Linked DNA regions of Mus musculus: regions 2 and 3 are each linked to region 1. The links are chromatin contacts, called in public HiChIP or PLAC-seq maps. All regions are on one chromosome and are shown on one strand. Each heading gives the region's core, a stretch centred on a gene start, on an enhancer-like site or on the middle of the called end of the contact. The rest is flanking DNA. Distances are from core to core; before and after follow the strand shown.

Region 1 (3,292 bases), core at 206-2,705:
GAGCGTCAATGAAAGGGCACCCCCCATAGATCAATAACTTCATGCTCAGGAGCTATGTTCCATTGCCTCTTTCTTCAGGATTTTGCTGGTTCAAGGCTCACGTTCTCCATTAGTCCCATCACACATAGTTTTCTGTATACTGGAGAACTAATGGAGGTTCCAGACCTTTACTCTCAGCTGCTGGGAGGAAACAGGGGCATCCTGTTGACCCCTCTGAGTCAAGGGTCGGACCCCGCCCCCCCATCCTCTTCCGGTGCTCTCAAAGCCTGCACTAGTTTTTCAGCCTTCCGGTGGAATTCAACTTTAACTTCATTTCTTCTCGGTTTCATTCTTTCTTTCATGACAATGTCTATTAATTTCTTCTCTGTCTCAACTTCTTCCCTTCTCACGGGTCACCCCCAGTCCCCAACAGGCTTGGTCCAGTGGTTTCTCTCTATATTTTCACTTAAGGTGCCAAACTAATGATCAACAGCTGACTGGAAATATTACATTGCTTAAAAGTTATCTTTATTCTGCCGGGCGTGGTGGCGCACACCTTTAATCCCAGCACTCGGGAGGCAGAGGCAGTCGGATTTCTGATTCGAGGCCAACCTGATCTATAGAGTGAGTTCCAAGACAGCCAGGGCTATACAGAGAAACCTTGTCAAAAAAAAAAAAAAAAAAAAAAAAAAAGGACTGTCCAGGATTCTCTGAGTTTTTAGGGGAGCTCAGATTCTTGGATTTGTTATTCAGCTTTGCTTGGACCATCGCTCCCAACTTCTCTGCACGGAGTTGATAATCGGGTCCCTGGAACCCGCCCTGCTCCCACCTTCCACCTCCCAGGACCTCCTTTCTCTAGCCTCTGATGAAACTGCATTACTTCCAGAAAACCCGCTTTGATTCCCAGCACGCCACACAGAAGTTTGCTCTGGCCAATTCCTCCATTCCCAAACTGTTTTTATTCCTTGGACTCCAAGCAAATCTGACTTTGAATTGTGTCCCACACTTGAGACTTTGTCTGGCAGGTGTGGGCTCCTGTTTCCTGCGGAATCCTATAACTTAAGGAACCCAGAATCAGGAACTGGAAAAATGCTCACTTAGTGATTGGATGAGTAAAGGCACACACATTTGTCAGGCTTTTTGCGCATTTCGAGCATCCGCTCAGTCTCCTTTCTAGGGTGGGTTCTGTCCCGTCCCTGGCCCCAAAGTGTTTGTTTCCTGGTTGCCCGCTCTCCAGGAACTTGCCTAACTGCAGAATGCTGTTGCAAAGTTCCTTCTTTCTGGATAGGAGCCCACCGTCGGGTTGGATCCGGAATGCTGGGAACCAACGCCCACTGCTGCGCGGGGGAACCTCGGTGTCGGCCCTCTTCCTCCTGCTCGCTGCCATTGGTAGACGGGACAGGCGGGGTGGGCGGGCCCTCCCCCATAGCCCCTCGGTTCTCCTCCCCATTTCCAGGGGTGGGGACGACGGGAGGCGGGAGGTGAGGAGGGACTGCGGAGGGGCGTAGGGTTATATCTGCGCCTCCTCCGCCTGAGCTGCTAAACCGCCGGGATTGTGGGACCACAGTTGGGAAACATGCTGGACGCGAGCGGCTGTAGTTGGGCGATGTGGACGTGGGCGCTGTTGCAGCTGCTGCTACTAGTGGGGCCCGGAGGCTGCCTGAATCGCCAGGAGCTCTTCCCCTTCGGCCCTGGGCAGGGGGACCTAGAGCTGGAGGCCGGGGACGACGTGGTATCCCCCTCCCTGGAACTGATCGGAGAACTGAGCTTCTATGATCGTACGGACATCACGTCGGTCTATGTGAGTTGGGGCCGGGAGGGGAGGAAGGCCAGGCTATGCTGGGGTCGCCAGTCCAGAGAGACAGATGTGGAACTTGGGCGTCGCCCTCCGGGACCCGAGTGCTAGCTGTCCCAGTGAGGGGCTCTCCGTTGAATCTGCGCATCTAGAGGATCGCATTGCTTGTCTGTCACCCCAGTAGCACTCGAAGTTTAGGGTGGCATCTGCCTCCGGGATCCACTCATCTATGCGCGCGCCCTGCCAGGATCTGGGGACCTCGAGTAGAGTTTTCCTTCTCGATTCCGTGCGCTTCTCGCCTTCCTACTGGGACAGGTCCCAGTACCCTGCAGCTCAATGGCCAGAGTTGGGTTGTATCCTGTGAGCGCTCCTAGGGACTCTGCCGATGGCAAGCTAGAAAGGACAGAGGAACCCTCCTGCTCCGCCCCAGAGTTTCAGTGGACAGCCCCTGCATCTGTGTGCGTGGGTTCTGGCTACGTCTTGGCAGAGATTTTGCTCTCTTAGTTGGGCTGGTTTCAGAGTACAGAGGTCAGGACTGAGAACGCAGGGCGCCCCGGTGATCCAATTTCCTGTGGCTGAGGGTGTCACCCAGGGGCCCCAGATGAGGAGCGGGACTTCATGACCTTTTAGCTCCCTTGAACCTCCCCAGTGCTGGCAGGGCCTGGGAGCGCTGTTAGCCTGGTCAAGCCCTTTCGTGCTGCTCCGGCACACCATGTGGATTTGATATAAAGCCTGCGTGCATTCCACAAGTGTGTGTGTGTGGGGGGACTACACAGACGGCGGGGGAGTGGCTATTCTCTCAGCCTGGCCTGGGCAGATAGCATGGGGCAACACCCACGTGCAGCTTGTCAGCTTTGCCTAGAAAGAATGGGTCACACCCACAAAGAACTCTTACCCTTTGCTGGCTAGTTGCCCTGGCCCCACCGTGGGAAGCCCGGAGAAGCCTATAGACTTTTAGCATGCTTTGAAATACACACAATGAAATCCTCCACCTTACCAAAGAAAACAACGTGGTGGAAAAAAAAAAAACACACACACAACATATTAAAGCATATACACCAATTTTATGTAGTATTGAGGCTTCTCCATCTTTCCCAGCAACCGCACTCCCCCACCCCCACCCCCGTTAGGGATGTGTTAGGGAGGAGTTAGGAATCAAAACCAGGACTTCCTGCATGACAGATAAGAACTCTACCAACTGCACTATATACTGGCCCCTCTTGTTTCCTTTTAAACCACACTATGTGTAGTGGAAGCTGGAGCAATGGGTTTGGTAACTATTAAAAAGGGTGGATCTGAGAAGTGATCTGAAGTGTATCAATAGTGTCTGTCAGATTCCACACGAGGCGAGAATATGAGTAGGGGCCATAGTGGTACTTGCCTGAAATCCCACACTTGGGAGGTAAGGCTAGGAAGTTCTGGAGTCAGGCCAGCCTGGACTGTGGAGTTTGTCTTTAAAAGCCAGGAAATAGCCTGTGAGGTGACTCACTGGGTAAAAGGCACTTTATTTGTCAATCC
Region 2 (3,292 bases), core at 532-3,031, 980 kb before region 1:
GAATCCGGATGTAGAACTTTCAGCTGCTTCTCCAGCACCACGTCTGCCTGCATGCCACGTGCTTTCTAGTCATGGTGACAATGGACTTGAACCTCTCAGACTATAAGCAAGCCCCAGTTAAACGCGTTCCTTTTAAAGAGTTGCTATGGTCATGGTGTCTCTTCACAGCAGGAGAATAGAGACTAAGGCATCCTGTCTCAAGATAATGTTTAAGGGCTGAATAGAGAGCTTGCCTAGTGTGATGAGGCCCTGGGTTCTGTGCCAGCACTGCAAAACCAAACAAATCAAAAGCAGTAAATACAAATAAAATACAAGCTAGGAAATAACACAAAACCAAGACACAAATATCACTCAAGCAGTGCTTTGAAACCAGGACAATATTCATTTAACTTTTCCTATTAGTAAAACAAGTAGGAATCACATCATAGGATTGCCCTGAGGATTGTACTAGTTTAAATAGCAGAAAACAGCTCTGTATGTGTTAGCTATTATTGCTAGAAAACATTGCTCTTCTTCAACCAGCCAAATTAAGTAAGTTGAGGGTGGGGTGGGGGTGGCAGAGTTACTCCGGGGAATACCAAATGCAATGTTTTGCATCAGCCCGGTTTTGAAAGATAAGAGCGCCCCCTCGGCACTGCGCCCTGCCCACTGAATCATTTACTACCTCTAGTCCTGATGACTCAAACCAGAACCAAGCCAGAAAATGAAACTAGAGTTTCCTGTCTTTTACTTCCTACAGTTCCGCCAGGCTGTAGACAATAGGCACTCGCCAAATCTCTTATTTTACCGGAGAAAAGAAAATTGCATCTCTCTTGGTTACACCCCTAAAAACCACCCTAGACCCCTACCTAGTATCTGTCACTAACTCATTTTATTCAAATCCTCTGAGCCTTTAATTCTGTTCTGTGCAATCCAGGAAGCACGAACTAGAGCAAAAAGGAGACAAGGAATTGCCATCACCACATCCATAATTGATATCTTTCCCGGAGAGAGATCAAGATGGCCTAGGTTGGCATTAAATAACTACTCTCCGAAGTCTCCAGACACGTATCACCGTCAGTCACAACAAGCCGTGGCTTAGGTTTAGGACGATTCCCAAACCCAGAGAAATTGCGTTTCCCCGTGTTTAACGTTGGGATAGAATGACGCAGCATGCTAAAGTGCGTGTCTGGAATAACGGAGTGTGACACAGCTGTCAACTGTCCCTGGGCCTGTCATTCTTGGGGATCCAGGTGATGCTCGCCCTTTCCCTGGCAGGTGAGCCGCCGAGCGGAGAGCCCTCACCGCAGCAGTCAGCGTTGTCCCGACACTACGGTCCCAGTACAAGCCTCAACCCACGATCGCTCCCGGTGTCCGGTGCCCCGTGCATGTGTCACGGAGGAGACGGCGGGATGCCGTGTCCACACTCGGATTCCGGTCCGGGAACAGTGGTATCCCGATGTCCCTGAGCCCGCAGTCGCCAGGACTCACCCCGGTGGTAGTAAGCGCTTTGCTCCGACTTGTGTCCCCTGACGGACGCCGTCCGGTTCCCGGAGCCGCCACAGGCAGAGGGCGGGGTCAGCCCGCGGCCGTTTCCGCGAGAACGACTGCAGGGGCGGGGCGTCCGAGTGCTGCGAGCTGGGGCTGTTGGGCTCTTAATGTCACACACGCAGACCTATGGCTGGCTGTGGGAGTGGCTGGCTGGGGTTGGGGTGTGGCTCACCTCACGTGCTGGAAGCCCCCAGGTTGATTTCCACCCAGCTCTGCACAAATCGGTCGGGGTGCACCCCTGTAGTTCCAGCCCTGCGAGGTGGAGGCAGGAGGACCACAAGTTCAATGTCATACTGGAGAACTTAAGGAATTCGGGGTCACTCTGGGACAGATACCTGATCTCAAGGGTGTTAAAAATACACTTAAAGAATAATCGTGGGGGGTGTGGCCGGGGTACTCCTGGGTTTGCCTCCTTTGCAGCCTTGGGTCAGAACTGAACAATGTTGTGAGCCAATCAGATTTAGCAGCCACTCATTGCCAATAACTAGCCTTGTGTGTGGAGGAATTCGTTCTTCTTTGTCCCTGCAAGAAACCCCATCCTGTGAGCAGTAGCCAGAACATGTCAACACTGGGTGATTGGCCGCTTATTCTGTGCTGGAGTTTACTACAGGGAACGCTTCCTTAGGAAACAGTTTAGACACTGATGCTCAGTTCTGAGCAGAGTAGATGGTCAATAAGCACTGAGCTGCATAGTCAGGGCGCTGCACTGCTGACGGTTTGCCCCGTATTTGTACGAACAAACTTAAATAAAACTGTAGGGCGCTGAGAATGGCTGACTGAGCTACCTAGTTTTGATGTCCTAATGGCCTCAAGGTTATGTTCTTTTCTAGATATTAGCCATGTTTGTTTTTAAAGGACATGTTTGACATAGCCATTTGGTCTTTTTCTCTGGCTGTGTGTTTTATTTTGTTTTGAACTTGTATTTTATTTTTTTAAAGCCTCTTAGCAGCAACCTCGTGTTCTGATTCGTTACTTTTTCTCCTTCCTCATGTCCATTTTCTAATTTTGATTAACTCCTCAAGATTCTACTTTAATAGCTGGAGTTAACCCTTGATGTATGTTGTCTTAGCTCTGTTGTTATTACTAGGTGTGGTAGGCTTCTCACTACACTTTCTGGGGTTTGTAAGAGATAGGGTGTGGAGAGCTTTTGGAGCCCGTTTCTAGAAACTTTGCAGGAATTAAACATTGGGCCAGGACACAGAAGTAAGCTCAGGCAGGAATATCGTTTTGGGCTAGAGCAAAGAAGTAGGCTTCAGTCAAGAATGTGACTTTGGGCTAGGAGAGGGAAGTAGGCTCAGATATCTTGGTCATCTTGATAAGCCCCTGCCTGGAAACATTGATCACAGGACTTTGTTCCTTGACTGTTTGTGTTTATAGTCCTGCTTGTCCTTGACCCAGAACTGATATTATTTTGCATGTACTTAAACTGGTATCAAAGCAGACTGGAAAAACATTATAAGCCTGACTCAGCCTCAGAACTCGCTGGGGTCATGCCACAGTGTTGTCTTGTTGTCTTTTTTCTTTTTAATTCCGACTCCCTCCCTGGAGAACCTGTTGACTGACGGAGCTGGCTTGGTCAATAGGGAATCTGCCATACACATTCCCAACCCTACTGTAATGCCTCTAAAGAAGGGCTCCCCAGGCTTCGGTTGAGTGCTACATTATTCAAAATGAAGAGCAGTTGAGTTATCTTCAGTTTTGCCTGAGTTGACCCCTTCTTTACAGAGTTAAAATAATAAATTCACCTCAGAGCTGGATGCAT
Region 3 (3,292 bases), core at 595-3,094, 920 kb before region 1:
TCAGCACAAGGAGGACAATACATACATAGCAGCAGGCACCCGATGAGAGAATTGTCCCCTTAAGTCCCCTTCTGTTCTTGCAAACAATGTGAGGGTTGGCCAGTTCACTTGATAGCCCGTGGAGCGTGCTACGTTTGAATAATTTAGTTCTTTTTTTTTTTTTTTTTTTTTGATGTCACTAGTAAACAGCCCCCTTCCCAAACCAGCACTCCAAGATGCCAAATCAGAATGGCCGCCAAATCAGAATGGCCACTGGGCTTAAGCTTCTGGCCACTGCCAGACATGGTATCTTCTCTGTCAGGTCAAGCCGGTAATCAGGGCTTAGCTCTTGAACTCTGTCCCTACTCCACTCAAGAAATGAAATACGAAACACAAGCAATCACATCGATCTCAGCAGTCTAGTCTGGTTCTGTGTGGCTCTTACCAGAGTGTCCAACCTCACCAAAACCAGAGAAAGACCTAGCGTACTCAAAGGGACATATCATCCTTTCGTTCACAAACACCGATGGAGTTTGTAGCTAGATTACAGGAGGACAGAGGAGATTCCTGGACGTTGACGTTTAAAGGAATTTTCCTTAAATGAGGGAGAAGCGATAGAAAAATCTAGATTCTGACCTCAGATATCAAAGCACATTTTTAATGTACTACGGGGACTAGAGACCTCCACAGGTGGGGATTGCGCATGTGGGCTCAGCCTCGTGGCTCTGTGGACAGTATAATAGTTGAATAGTGGCTCGGAGAGGTTAAGACTTGCACAGAAGCAAACACATCTCAGCAAAGTGAAGCTAGGAGGGAGAAGACGAACAAGGAAATGTGCGAGTGGAAAGCAAGGGAGAGCCTGGAAGGAAGGGGGTGCAGAATCCTCCCTCCTATGTTCTTTTCTATCAAAGGTTGGCTGACTTGTTTCAACCAGGCACCCGCGTGGCCCAGAACAAAAGCGCTCGGCCGGGCCTCCGCGTGGGGAGAGGGACCACGCACACCTTGCAGTGTGCAGGAAGCGAGCGATCAGCTGCTGCTCACAGAGGGGCAAGCGCAGGGGTAGGATCGGGAGAGGTAAGACGCGTGCCGCAGCTGTTCCCATCCAGCCTGACACACATCTGGCGCCCTGGTGTCCAAAAGAAAAAAAAAAAAAAAAAAGAAAGAAAGAAAGAAAGAAAGAAAGAAAGAAAGAAAGAAAGAAAGAAAGGAAGGAAGGAAGAAAGAAAGAAAAAAAAAACCGCTCCCAGGGGATGACTGAAGTTCAGTCTTTCAGTCTCATTAATCCAGCTGGTGGTCACACCCCAAGTGAGGGCGCGGCACCTTGCCGCTTTACCTGAGCGCAGAGGGTCGTCCGGAGAAGCCATGAAGACCAGGAGAGGACAGATGAGTGTCCGAGCAGGGGTGGACAGTCTCTAGGACCCCTGAGAACAGCAGGATCGCAGGGACCCAACCTCTTGCGTGGTAATGCGCGACTCTGTCTGCGCTCTGCCCTGCTGCTGCTGCTGCTCCTCCTCCTCCCTTTCCTCTTCTTGATCTCTGCCACTTCTTCCTCGTGCTCACTTCCTGCAATTAGCAAAGCCCCTTCCCGGCGCGAGTCTCTCCAGAACTCTGGAGAGGATTCCGTGGGTTGCGGTTGGGCACGAGAGGACACCGAGGGGCCCCCGGAGCACTTGCCCTGCTGGTACCTAGGGCGTAGAACCCTGGTCTTACCACGGAGGTCCCACGCGATCGCAACTGGGAGAGCCTTTCAGCTAGCCTTCCCCTGGCTGCCGCACGCGCGGGTGGCTTTCCCGGCTCCTAATCTCGTCCTCAGCTGGGACACCAAAGCACTCCCAGCGTGCTCCTTGCACAGGCCCGGGCTGAGACGCCTGCCGGCGATTTGATGTTTGAACAGTTTCCTAATCTTCAGGCAGCCTGAACGGCGGCATGACCGCACACGCTAGCACTTTCTAATTTGATGTTTCTTTGGCATTAGTTACTGCCTGACCTCCTGGGTGAGCACTACACAAAGGAGCGGGAAGAAAAGTCAGTCTTGAGGTCTCTGGTTTACTCCTCTGAAGGAAAAAGCAAAAACCAAAAAAACAGTATACGGTTCTGTTAGAAATGCAGAACCCATGGGCCCTTAAACGAATTAAGATTTAGCTTAAATGGGATTTTATTCTAATTAAGAGCAGAGAATCTGATCTTTTATTTTTTTATTTTTTTGTTTTTTGTTTTTTGGGTTTTTTCGAGATAGGGTTTCTCTGTATAGCCCTGGCTGTCCTGGAACTCACTCTGTAGAACTCAGAAATCCACCTGCCTCTGCCTGCCAAGTGCTGGGGTTAAAGGCATGTGCCACCACTGCATGGCGAATCTGATCTTTTAAAATGGCTATATTTTATTTAAAAGTTTAAGTTATTTCTATTATTTTTTAAATCATATTGGGGGTGAGGGGTATGAACACACAAGTACAGTGCCTACAGGGTCTAGAAGACGGTGGTAGCTCCCCTAAAGGTGGAGTTGCTGGTGGTTGTGGCCTTGCTAGGAACTGAGCTTGGGTCTTTTGCAAAAGTGGTAGCACTTTCAAGGCTAAGCTGCCTCTCCAGCTCTAGTGGCAGCATCTTCACTATGTGCCATATACAAAGGTTACAGACACGTTACATTTAATAGGAATCTCTGAAAGGAAGCACATAATCTATATCTGCCTTGGACATAAGCATAGAACTATTTTCTTTTTAAAAAAGGAGTTTAAAGGAGATGCCAGCCAAGGATGTAGGTCAGTAGTAGAGTGCCTGGCATGCATAAGCCCCAGCCTGATGATATACGTTGTAATCCCAGCACACAAGAGACTGAGGCAGGAGGGGAGTCTGGAGTTTGAGACCACCAAGAACTTTATGGTGTGGGGCTTTATTAAAAAAGAGGAGGAAGGGGGGAGGAGGAGGAAGTAAGAAAAGAAAGATTATTTCAGTATTTGCTGGACAATTTCATTAACAAATTACCCAATTCAGATTAATTAATAAACTGAACATTTCAGGGAGACAGCAAATGCCAATGTATCTTTGTGGTGCCCCCCAGGCTGCTCTGTGGTTCTGAGGCTCACGGCACTCTTGGGGTTGGTTTGTATTCTCCATAAGATGCTGCCATGGAAGAGTTGGGTCTTTAGAGAGGAGGCCACAAAGGCTCAGGTAAGGTAGGGAAATTAATTTAGAAAGGGTATTTTCTCAGGGAGTCTACTTTGAGGTTTGGTCTGTGGTTCCTTCTATACTCCACGCAGAGATGGAATTCATTTCTGAGGTTTGGTTGTTAGAAACCACATATACAGTTGGGCTGTCTT

What was found. HiChIP or PLAC-seq counts read pairs in DNA pulled down with a chosen protein or histone mark.
Region 2: an H3K4me3 HiChIP or PLAC-seq map of stem cell-derived neural progenitor cells shows a contact between it and region 1, with 7 times the contacts expected there. The contact joins the promoter of Lgals8 here to the promoter of Nid1 in region 1. A contact is called at or near these places in 2 of 115 datasets of contacts at active chromatin or transcription factors (embryonic stem cells and stem cell-derived neural progenitor cells).
Region 3: a contact with region 1 is called in an H3K4me3 HiChIP or PLAC-seq map of embryonic stem cells, with 5 times the contacts expected there. The contact joins the promoter of Edaradd here to the promoter of Nid1 in region 1. A contact is called at or near these places in 2 of 115 datasets of contacts at active chromatin or transcription factors (embryonic stem cells and stem cell-derived neural progenitor cells).

The regions. Positions count from the first base shown.
Region 1 is chr13:13,436,147-13,439,438 of GRCm38.p6, forward strand. It overlaps Nid1 (nidogen 1), which reads left to right and starts at 1,456. Exons shown (of 20, transcript NM_010917.2): 1 at 1,456-1,780. The coding sequence starts at 1,556. It also overlaps the pseudogene Gm7426.
Region 2 is chr13:12,459,957-12,463,248 of GRCm38.p6, forward strand. Lgals8 (lectin, galactose binding, soluble 8) reads right to left here and starts at 1,782. Exons shown (of 10, transcript NM_001199043.1): 1 at 1,285-1,782.
Region 3 is chr13:12,518,606-12,521,897 of GRCm38.p6, forward strand. It overlaps Edaradd (EDAR (ectodysplasin-A receptor)-associated death domain), which reads right to left and starts at 1,845. Exons shown (of 6, transcript NM_133643.4): 1 at 1,313-1,845. The coding sequence starts at 1,343.